2 separate regions of the Nomascus leucogenys genome follow, and region 1 is linked to region 2. A link is a contact called in public Hi-C data. All regions are on one chromosome and are shown on one strand. The core of a region is the stretch at or near the end of the contact, and the rest is flanking DNA. Distances in the headings are between cores, read along the strand shown. Region 1 overlaps ZNF710 (zinc finger protein 710). Region 2 holds the start of AP3S2 (AP-3 complex subunit sigma-2).

The links. A called contact is a pair of places that touch in the nucleus more often than the background predicts.
Region 1: a Hi-C map of a lymphoblastoid cell line shows a contact between it and region 2, with 4 times the contacts expected there. The contact joins the enhancer-like site here to the promoter of AP3S2 in region 2. A contact is called at or near these places in 2 of 4 Hi-C or Micro-C datasets (both in a lymphoblastoid cell line).

Annotation. Positions count from the first base shown.
Region 1 is chr6:108,817,208-108,821,879 of Asia_NLE_v1, forward strand. All of the region lies in intron 1 of ZNF710 (zinc finger protein 710), which reads left to right. Among named protein-coding and RNA genes, the nearest start is that of IDH2, 43 kb to the right of the region's middle. Within about 2 kb of position 2,439, the one cell type or tissue checked has an H3K27ac peak away from gene starts, as active enhancers do. A contact at or near this core is called in a lymphoblastoid cell line, where this site is marked.
Region 2 is chr6:108,647,699-108,652,311 of Asia_NLE_v1, forward strand. It overlaps AP3S2 (AP-3 complex subunit sigma-2), which reads right to left and starts at 2,569. Exons shown (of 6, transcript XM_030815013.1): 1 at 1,710-2,569. The coding sequence starts at 1,778.

The DNA of each region.
Region 1 (4,672 bases), core at 1,189-3,688, 170 kb after region 2:
AGCCAGGCGTGGTGGCACACTCCTGTAGTCCCAGCTACTTGGGAGGCTGAGGCACAAGAATCGCTTGAACCCAGAAGGTGGAGGTTGCAGTGAGCTGAGATCATGCCACTGCACTCCAGCCTGGGTGACAGAGCAAGACTAAATAATAATAATAATAATAATAATAATAATAATAATTTGGAGAATCAGAATCACTTGAGAAGCCTCTAGAAAATCCCATGTCCAGGCCCTGAACCCAGAGATTCTGGTTTAACTGATCTAGAGTGAGACCCCGGTATTGGCATTCTAATCAAACGATACCAGTTCTGGAACTCTGTGGACCCAGGGTCTCTGTCTTCACAAGAGTTTGTGTCTGAAAACTCACATCAAAATAGTTCATGCCTCACCATGGGGGCTTCACCCCTCATTTCCTTGGGTTTTAGGGTACTGTGATCTCTTAGAGGAGGGAGATCCTCACACAGGGGCCACCCTGTGGCAGTCAGGCCCACCTCAGCCCTCAGCTTATAGAAGCAGAGGCGTGGCTCCCAGATCAGGTGTAGGTGCACCTGGGCCTGGGGGATGGATCAAGAGAGCAAGCGTTGTCAGAGCAGGCCCTGTGGGAGGGGCTCTCTCACCTGGGAGGGCGTCAGATGAAAAAGCACTCAGAGCTCCTGGGCCTGAGCTCCTGGGGACTCTGCCATTAGGGGAAGGCAAGGAAGAAGGCACCTGGGGTGGGGAGGGCCCTCTGGCTTGATTCACTAGACAAGGTCAGGTCACTGAGAGTGTGCGTCTGCTCTTGCTAACTAATTTGGAGAGGCCCTTCCCTATGCTGCCTGGAGACCACCCGAAGGAGGAGACAGGACTGCCCTGGGAGTGAGGTGCTCAGAGAAGAGCAAAGCCTTGGTGGAACTCTCAGGCAAGAGTTTCACTCTCCATCTCACTTACCATGTTCAGTCTTGGCCCCTTGGCGACTGTCAGCTTCCTTCTCTTCCCTTTTCTGCACCCTGGTGTCTTTCTCTAGAGACACTCCCCCGCTGGGCCCCCTCTGTTCCTCTGCAGTCACTGTCCTGTAGGGGTGGCCTGGCTGTGGGGGGAGATGATCCACAGTGTGATTGTATCAGTCAGGGTTCTAGAAAGAAATAGAACCAGTAGGAGACACTACACACACACACACATACACACACATACACACACACACACACACACAGGTCTCTTTTAAGGAATTGGCTCCTGTGATTGTGGGGGCTGGCAAGTCCAAAATCTGCAGGGCAGACCTGGGGGCTGGAAACTCAGGCAAGATTCATATGTTACAGTCTCAAGGCAGAATTCTTTCTCTGGGAAACCTCAATGTTTGCCCTTAAGGCCTTCAACTGATTGTTTGATGCCTACCCACATTATGGAGGGTCATCTGCTTTTCTTAAAGTCACCCGATTGTAAATGTGAGTCACATCTATAAGATACCTTCATAGCAACATCTAGCTTAGCCAAGCACACAGCTGGGCACCATAGCTTAGCCAAGATGACGCATAAGATTTACCATCACAGTGATGGTCTCAGGCTGGGAGAGGGTCCTCATCCTGCCCTCATGTACTTCAAGGGAGGCAGTGCCTGCACTAAATCCCCAAAGATGATGGGAAATGCACCCAGTTCGAGGGAAGGGCAGTCCTGGCAGGGGCATCAGCCTGTGCAGAGGCCCCGAGGTAGGAAACGTTGGTGAGTGGGGGGCAGAGGGGCAGTGGAGCCTGCCTGGGAGCCATCTTGGGCAGCAAATGAAGGCATGGGCAGTGCATCCCACCTACCAAAAGGCTGTGGGGGCTGCGGAGCTGGAGACCTGCATTCTAGTCCTTGCTCCCCCACCGTCTCACTGTGTGACCTTGGACCATTCCCTTCCCCTCCCTGGGCCTCAGTTTCCTTATCTGTTAACAGGGCTGGGTACGGTGGGCATCACGGTGGTTTGTGGGTTGGTAGCCCTGTGTCAGGGGCCCAGCCACTCTGACTCCCAGAGGTGGGGCTCAGTGAATCTGTCCACAGAGAAAGGGGAAGCAAGGCAGAGACAGGATCCCAGGAGGAAGAGACTCTCGAGCTTCCCCTGCCCCTCCCCCATGCCGGTGGCAGCTCCCTGGGCCTCTGGCTCCTGAGGCCTGTGGGCTGGGCAGAAGTGAGACTGTGGCAAGGGGCCCCGAGGCACAGGCCTCCCAGCTCTCGCTTCCTCTTCCCTTCTGCACATGTGAGCAGAGTTTCCTTTGAAGCCTCCTGCGAGGAGGACAACAGGGGAAACCAAGAGGCTGGTTTCCTTAGGCGGTGAAATCCCATGCATGTTTTTCACAGCGGTGTACAGGCCTGGAACTTCCTCTTCTCCTCTCACCTGGTTACTTGTCCCGCCCACTCCAGCTTCAGCCTCTCCAGCCCCAGGGCCCTGGACTCCGAGGGGCAAAAGGTCCAGAGCCACATCCTGGAGGGCTTGAATGCCAGACCCAGGGTCAGGAGCCCCCTCCCCGCTCTTGCTCTGTTGGGTCCTGAACTGCCTCCATGGAACCCAGTCCTCAGTGCTGTCCCCACCCCACCCCCATACTGCAGCCCCTGCCTCCCAGAGATCCTGGTGCTTCATGTGGACTGAGCTTACGCAAGTCAACTCCCCAAGGGTGAGAACTTTAATTTGCCCCTTCTATCTACCCACAAGCAAGCACCTAATAGGTGCTTAGTAAATGTGCATTAAATCAGTGGCTCAAGCCTGGCACAGTGGCTTAGGCCTGTCATCCCAGCACTTTGGGAGGCCAAGGTGAGAAGATCGCTTGACCCCAGAAGTTCAAGACCAGCCTGGGCAACTTAGAAGACTCCACCTCTACAAAAACAATGTAAAATTAAATGGGTGTGGTAGCACATGCCTTTAGTCCCACCTACTTGGGAGGCTGAGGCAGGAGGATCGCCTGAGCCCAGGAGTTTGAGGCTGCAGTGAGCTACGATGGCACCACTGCACTCCAGCCTGGACAACAGAGGAAGACCCATCTCTTAAAAAAAAAAAAAGTCAGGCCGGGTGCAGTAGCTCACGCCTGTAATCCCAGCACTTTGGGAGGCCAAGGCGGGTGGATCACCTGAGGTCAGGAGTTCGAGACCAGCCTGGCCAACATGGTGAACACCTTGTCTCTACTAAAAATATAAAAAATTAGCCGAGCATGGTGATGGGTGCCTGTAATCCCAGCTACTTTGGAGGCTGAGGCAGGAGAATTGCTTGAACCCAGGAGGCAGAGGTTGCAGTGATCCAGTATCGCTTCACTGCACTCCAGCCTGAGCGACAGAGCGAGACTCTGTCTCAAAAAATAAATAAATAAATAAATAAATAAATAAATAAATAAATAAATAAAAGATCAGAGGTTCAGCTGCAGGGCTGGAGACTGCAGTCTCTGAGCAATCTGGTGATTCAAGGCCAAGATGAGGGAGCCAACAGGCAAGCCTGCCTTCCAGGATAAGTTCGAGGCACTGCTGAGGCTGTGTCAGGGAGTATGGGCTCACTGGACCCTCAGGAAATAGTCATCAAATTACATTGATCACGGGTGCTTGGTGATGTCCCAAGCCTGGCCTGGTAGAAGCCCCAGACCTCTGTCTGTTGGTTGTTTTTGTTTGTTTCTTTGCTTGCTTTTTCTTTATTTCTATACTTTTTTTTGTTTTGTTTTTTTGATACAGGGTTTCACTCTTGTCACCCAGGCTAGAGTGCAGTGGCGTGATCTCAGCTCACTGCAACCTCCGCCTCCCGGGCTCAAGCAATTCTCCTGCCTCAGCCTCCCAAATACGTGGGGCTACAGGCACGCCACCACACTTAGCTAATTTTTGCATTTTTTTGCAGAGACAAGAGCTCATCACGTTACCCAGGCTGGTCACAAACTCCTGAGCTCAAGTGATCCGCCTGCCTCGGCCTCCCAAAGTGCTGGGATTACAGGTGTGAGCCACCGTGCCCGCCCTTCAGTTGGTGTTTGAGATCTCCCTGGTGGTGGGAATTAGTCAAAGAGTGTCCAGGTGGCCACAAGATCCTGTTGGTTCTTCCTTCAAAATGGCTCCTGTCGTGCCAGACCAGGTTTTGGGTGTCTTCACCCACTCTCTGCCCTGAGATCTGTGTCCCAGGGGACACCAGCCACCCTGATCCCACCTGACCCTCCTCTGCTGCTAGAGTGATGGGTGAGTGAGAAGAAAGGAGCACTGTTGTGGGCAGTGTGGGATGAGAGGAGGTGCTGTCACAGCTTGGGGAAGGGACCCTGGTAACTGGCAGGTAGGTCAATAGTTCGCCCGCCTCCGCGGTCCAAGTAGGCTCTTGTGCCCATTTTACAGATCAGGAAACGGAGACAGGTGGAGGAGCCAGGCGACTTGCCCAGCCTTTACAGGACCCATGGGGCAAAGCCATAGGTGAAGTCGCAGTGAGAGATTCCAGAGCTCTGAGGAGCCCGCGTCCCCGCCTTGGTGGGGAAGGTCCCCTGCCGGCCCCCAGACGATGAATCTTTGTTCCCTCCCCAGGGGCTGGCCTGGCCCTCAGGCCTGGGAGGTGGAGGTGCCGAGCCCTGGGAAATAGGGCAGTCCTGGGCTTCTGGTGTCACTGCACGCCCCTCCCCCTCCCGCCTTTGTTTCTTGGCCTCCACAGCCTCATTCTCTCTCCCTCCCCCTCACTCAGGCTCCTCCTCTGCCCCCCCTTCCCTGTCTCTACATT
Region 2 (4,613 bases), core at 1,319-3,818:
CCTGCCATTCTGGAACTGGCAAATTTAGAGGGAAAGAGACTCTCTGGGGCTGGGAGAGTCATGGAGAAATAGGAAATAGGGAGTGACTGCTAATGGGCACAGGTTTCTTTTTGGGGTGATGAAAATGATCTAAAATTGATTGCGGTGATGGTTACACACCTTCTGTGAACATGCTAAAAAACACTGAATTGTTCCCTTTAAATAGGTAAACTGGGGCCGGACACAGTGGCTCATGCCTGTAATCCCAGCACTTTGAGAGGCTGAGTCCGGTGGATTGCTTGAGCCCAGGAGTTCAAGACCAGCCTGGGCAACATAGAAAGACCCCATCTCTGTAAGTAAATAACATAAAATAAATAAGTAAACAGTATAGCATGTTAGTTTTATCTCAATAACCCTGTTAGAAAAAAACTAGGGGGGAAATTTGCATACACACAAATGTAAATACAAATGGTTACGCTGAATACTTATATATATATATATATATATTTTTTTTTTTTTTTTTTTTTTTGAGATGGGAGTCTCGCTCTTTCGCCCAGGCCTGAGTGCAGTGGTGCTATCTTGGCTCACTGCAAGCTCCGCCTCCTGGGCTCACGTCATTCTCCTGCCTCAGCCTCCTGAGTAGCTGGGACTTGCAGGTGCCCGCCACCGTGCCCGGCTAATTTTTTGTATTTTTAGTAGAGACGGGGTTTCACCGTGTTAGCCAGGATGGTCTCGATCTCCTGACGTCGTGATCCGCCCGCCTCGGCCTCCCAAAGTGCTGGGATTACAGGTGTGAGCCACCACGCCCGGCCTGAATACTCATATTTTTACCTCGATGTAATCTACTTAATAAAATGTAATCCAGCTTTAAAAATCTTATGAGTAAAATTATTTTTTGATTTCTAATTGACAAAAGACAGAATAAAAGTCTGAAAAGGGTTTATTAACTTGTCAATAGACGCAAGAGTAGAAAAAGTGGAGCTGAAGCCTGAACACGTTTTCTGGCTCTTTCCCCTCTTCAGTTTCACCAGTCCCCCAATTATGTAACATTTTGAAACCCCGCCATGAAGAAATACAATCTTGGAAGACAGGAAGCAAATACTGATGTTTATGTGTTTGCAAAGGAACGTGTTGGGGAAATTCAAATTTACGTAATCATTTATTGAGCCCTTATGCGGCAGCATTTATAATTTCTCATCATTTTTCCACTTTTAAACTGATTTTCTTCAACCCTACAGAGTGAAGGGTATCTAGTCTCTGGAAAGTCCCAGCCAACACTGAAGCAAAATAATTCCAAAAAAAAGAACTTTTCCAGACCCTCTGGCTATAACAAAAACTTTCAGAAACTTAGTATTTCTTCCTCATGAAACTGTGGTCAACAACCAAAAAGATGACAGAATGTGACTTCAATCATTCAAGTTCTCATCGAGGCACACTCCCCACTATCGCTTCTATCTCGTTCCCAGAGACCCAAGGGAAAATGTCACAAAACGGCACAGAAATGCCAGGATCAAGAAAAGGGTCAGAGAGAGCGGAGGCACTAGGGCGGGAGACAGAAGGCCTGGCACCGGCCTGCGCCTAAGTTAAGTGCTTAAGTAGGGTGAGGGTCATGCTCGGTGCAGGAGCCCCAGGTGACCAAGGAGCGGTGCCCCCGGGCGCCGAGAGGCCAAAGAGGAAGGAAGAGATAGTGGGCGCCCTGAAGGGGCGTGGTGAAGCCGGGCTGCACTCACGAAACGCTGGTAGAAGCGGACTAGCCGCGGCTTCCCATGGTTGTTGAAAACCAGAATCGCCTGAATCATCTTTGCCAGCCACGGTTCTCTCAGCACCGGCTACTCCCAGAAAGCGCCTCCTTCCGCCACAAGACGGCCACTTCCGGTTGGTGCGCTGCTGAGAGCGGCACTCGGAAACTTGGCCCCGGCGCTCAGGAGCCCTAGCACCCAAGGGTCCGGCCTCTTTGACGCCCTGGAGAGGGCTGCGGGGTCCCCTGCGGAGGGCAGGTGCGAATGCCGAGGAGCGTGGTCACCTCGGCCAGCGTCGGTTGGCCGGTCAGGATGCGAATCCGGATCTGTGTCCCTCACCCAGACCGACGGCTGGCCCCAGAAGCCGAAACTTGACGAACAGCCGGGTTGCCAAAACGGAGAGGCGGCGGAAGCTTGTCTTTCTCACCGTCCGCTCCAAATCTTGCACTCCCGCCATCCTCTTAGCGCTCGCAGAACGTTCCGCGGAGTGGAGACCTTGGTCATTCGGCCGTTCCTCGGTTAAGGAACATTTCGTTCATTTTTATTTTTCAGTATTACAATGCTGCAGTGAATTACGTAGCTGTCTCTCCGTGCAGATGGGCTGTTCCTCCATGGTAGACGGTGAATGGTGGAATTAAGGAATTTTTAGTGCATTTCCATTTAAAATCCCAAATCGATCAAGTTCTTATTTTTGTTTGTTCTTTTAATGACCCAGTGTGGGTGAAGTGGAACACGTCCGTATACTGCAGATGGAGCAGCGGATACAGCTGCAAATCGATCCAGAGGACTGTTTGGCAATATGGATCAGAAGTCTTAAAAATATGTAACAGTCCGGGCGCGGTGGCTCACGCCTGTAATCCCCGCACTTTGGGAGGCCGAGGCGGGTGGCTCACTTGAGGTCAGGAGTTCGAGACCAGCCTGGCCAACATGGTGAAACCCCGCCTCTACTAAAATTACAAAAATTAGCCGGGTGTGGTGGCGCGCGCCTGTAGTCCCAGATACTTGGAGACTGAGGCAGGAGAATGGCTTGAACCCAGGAGACGGAGGTTGCAGTGAGCTGAGATAGCACCACTGCACTCCAGCCTGGGTGACAGATATATAACATAGATATATATAACATTAGACTTAGCGTTTCCAGCTCTAGAATTTATGATAAAATGATTGTGGATGTGTGAAAAGATGTAGCCTCAGGAACATACATTTCTGCCAGAGTATCTTCAGAACAGTAAAAAAAAAAGAAGAAGAAAAAAATATGTATCTCAGCAGTGTTATTACAGGGGAAATGGGAAGAAAATTATTACAAAAATGAGAAATTGGTTAAGTGCATTGTTCTACATGAATATGAGAAATATTAAATAGATAATAAAAATCATGCTGGGAAAGATTTATGATACAGAAGTGTTCATGACATCTGTTAAGCTAAAAGATTACACGAAGTATGTACAGGGACAACCCACTTTGCACAAGATTGGAGGCAAATACACCAAAATATGAATAATGTATCTGATGGAATAGCAGAGTCAGGGTGTTTGATCTGTACAGGACCCTGGAACCACACTGCCCTGATTCAAAGCATGGTTCTGCGGACTGCCTGGGCACCCTGGGCAAGTTGCCCCTTCTGTAGAAAAGGTGTAATATCAGTTTCTTAAACTGGAAAATGAGTCTACTGACTGCAGACAGTTGTTATAAACACCAAGGGAGTTAGTATAATATTTGTAAGCACTTGGAACAGTGCATGGCACATAACTGAGTACCACATAAGTGATTTAAAAACATCTTTGGGTGGTAGGATTATCAAGTTTTCCTTTTTTTCCTTCAAAGAAATATGTACTACTTTTGCAGCCAGAGTTTTGGGGTTTGCTTGTTTGTTTTTCAGAGACAGGGTCTTACCCAGGTTGGAGTGCAGTGGCACAGTCATACCTCACCGTAACCTCAAACTGCTGGCCTTAGGGGATCCTCCAGCCTCAGCCTCCCAAACCGCCACCATGCCTAGTCCAGTTTTGTTTGTTTTTTTTTTTGAGGTGGAGTCTCACTCTGTTGCCCAGGCTGGAGTGCAGTGGCACGATCTTGGCTCACTGCAACCTCCATCTCCCGGGTTCAAACAATTCTCCTGCTTCAGCCTCCCCAGTAGCTGGGATTACAGGCACATGCCACCATGCCCAGCAAATTTTTGTATTTTGTATTTTTAGTAGAGATGGGGTTTCACCACATTGGCCAGTCTGGTCTCAAACTCCTGACCTCAAGTGATTCACCCGTCTCAGCCTCCCGAAGTGCTGGGATTACAGGCATGAGCCACTGCGCCCGGCATGGCCCAGTTTTTAAATAAATAAAAACCCAAAGTCAGTTGCACTGCAACTTGACAAAATGTTTAAAATGTTGAGGAAGAATATCAAAGAAAATTCTGAAACAGAATTATGAAGAAGAACTAGCTCTGCCAACTATGAAAACCTACTTTGATGGTTCAAATTGTAATTATAGAAAGACTAACTGAAATATTATAAATAATTTAGGCACAAGATAATTTTAATATGTGATGTAGGAGTGGGAAGGAATTCAGTAAATACTATTAGGATAACTGGTTAGCAATTTGAAAATAAGTAGTTAAGTATAAAACCAGATAATAACCTAAATAGAAGAAAATGAAATTGAATAATATCCAAAAATCTGTATTATCTTAGAAGCAATAAAAATCACAAAACATCAACAGATATATAAAGTTTTTTTTATAAAAAGAATTATTTAATGGAAAAATCGTTGTTAAAATATGGCAAATGGTTATATTTAAAATACAAATAACTGATTGACTAAAAAGATAACATTCCCCAGTAGATAAATGGACAAAAGAACGAATAACAAAAGGAGAAATACAGTTAGGAAAAGGAAAAAATGTTTAAG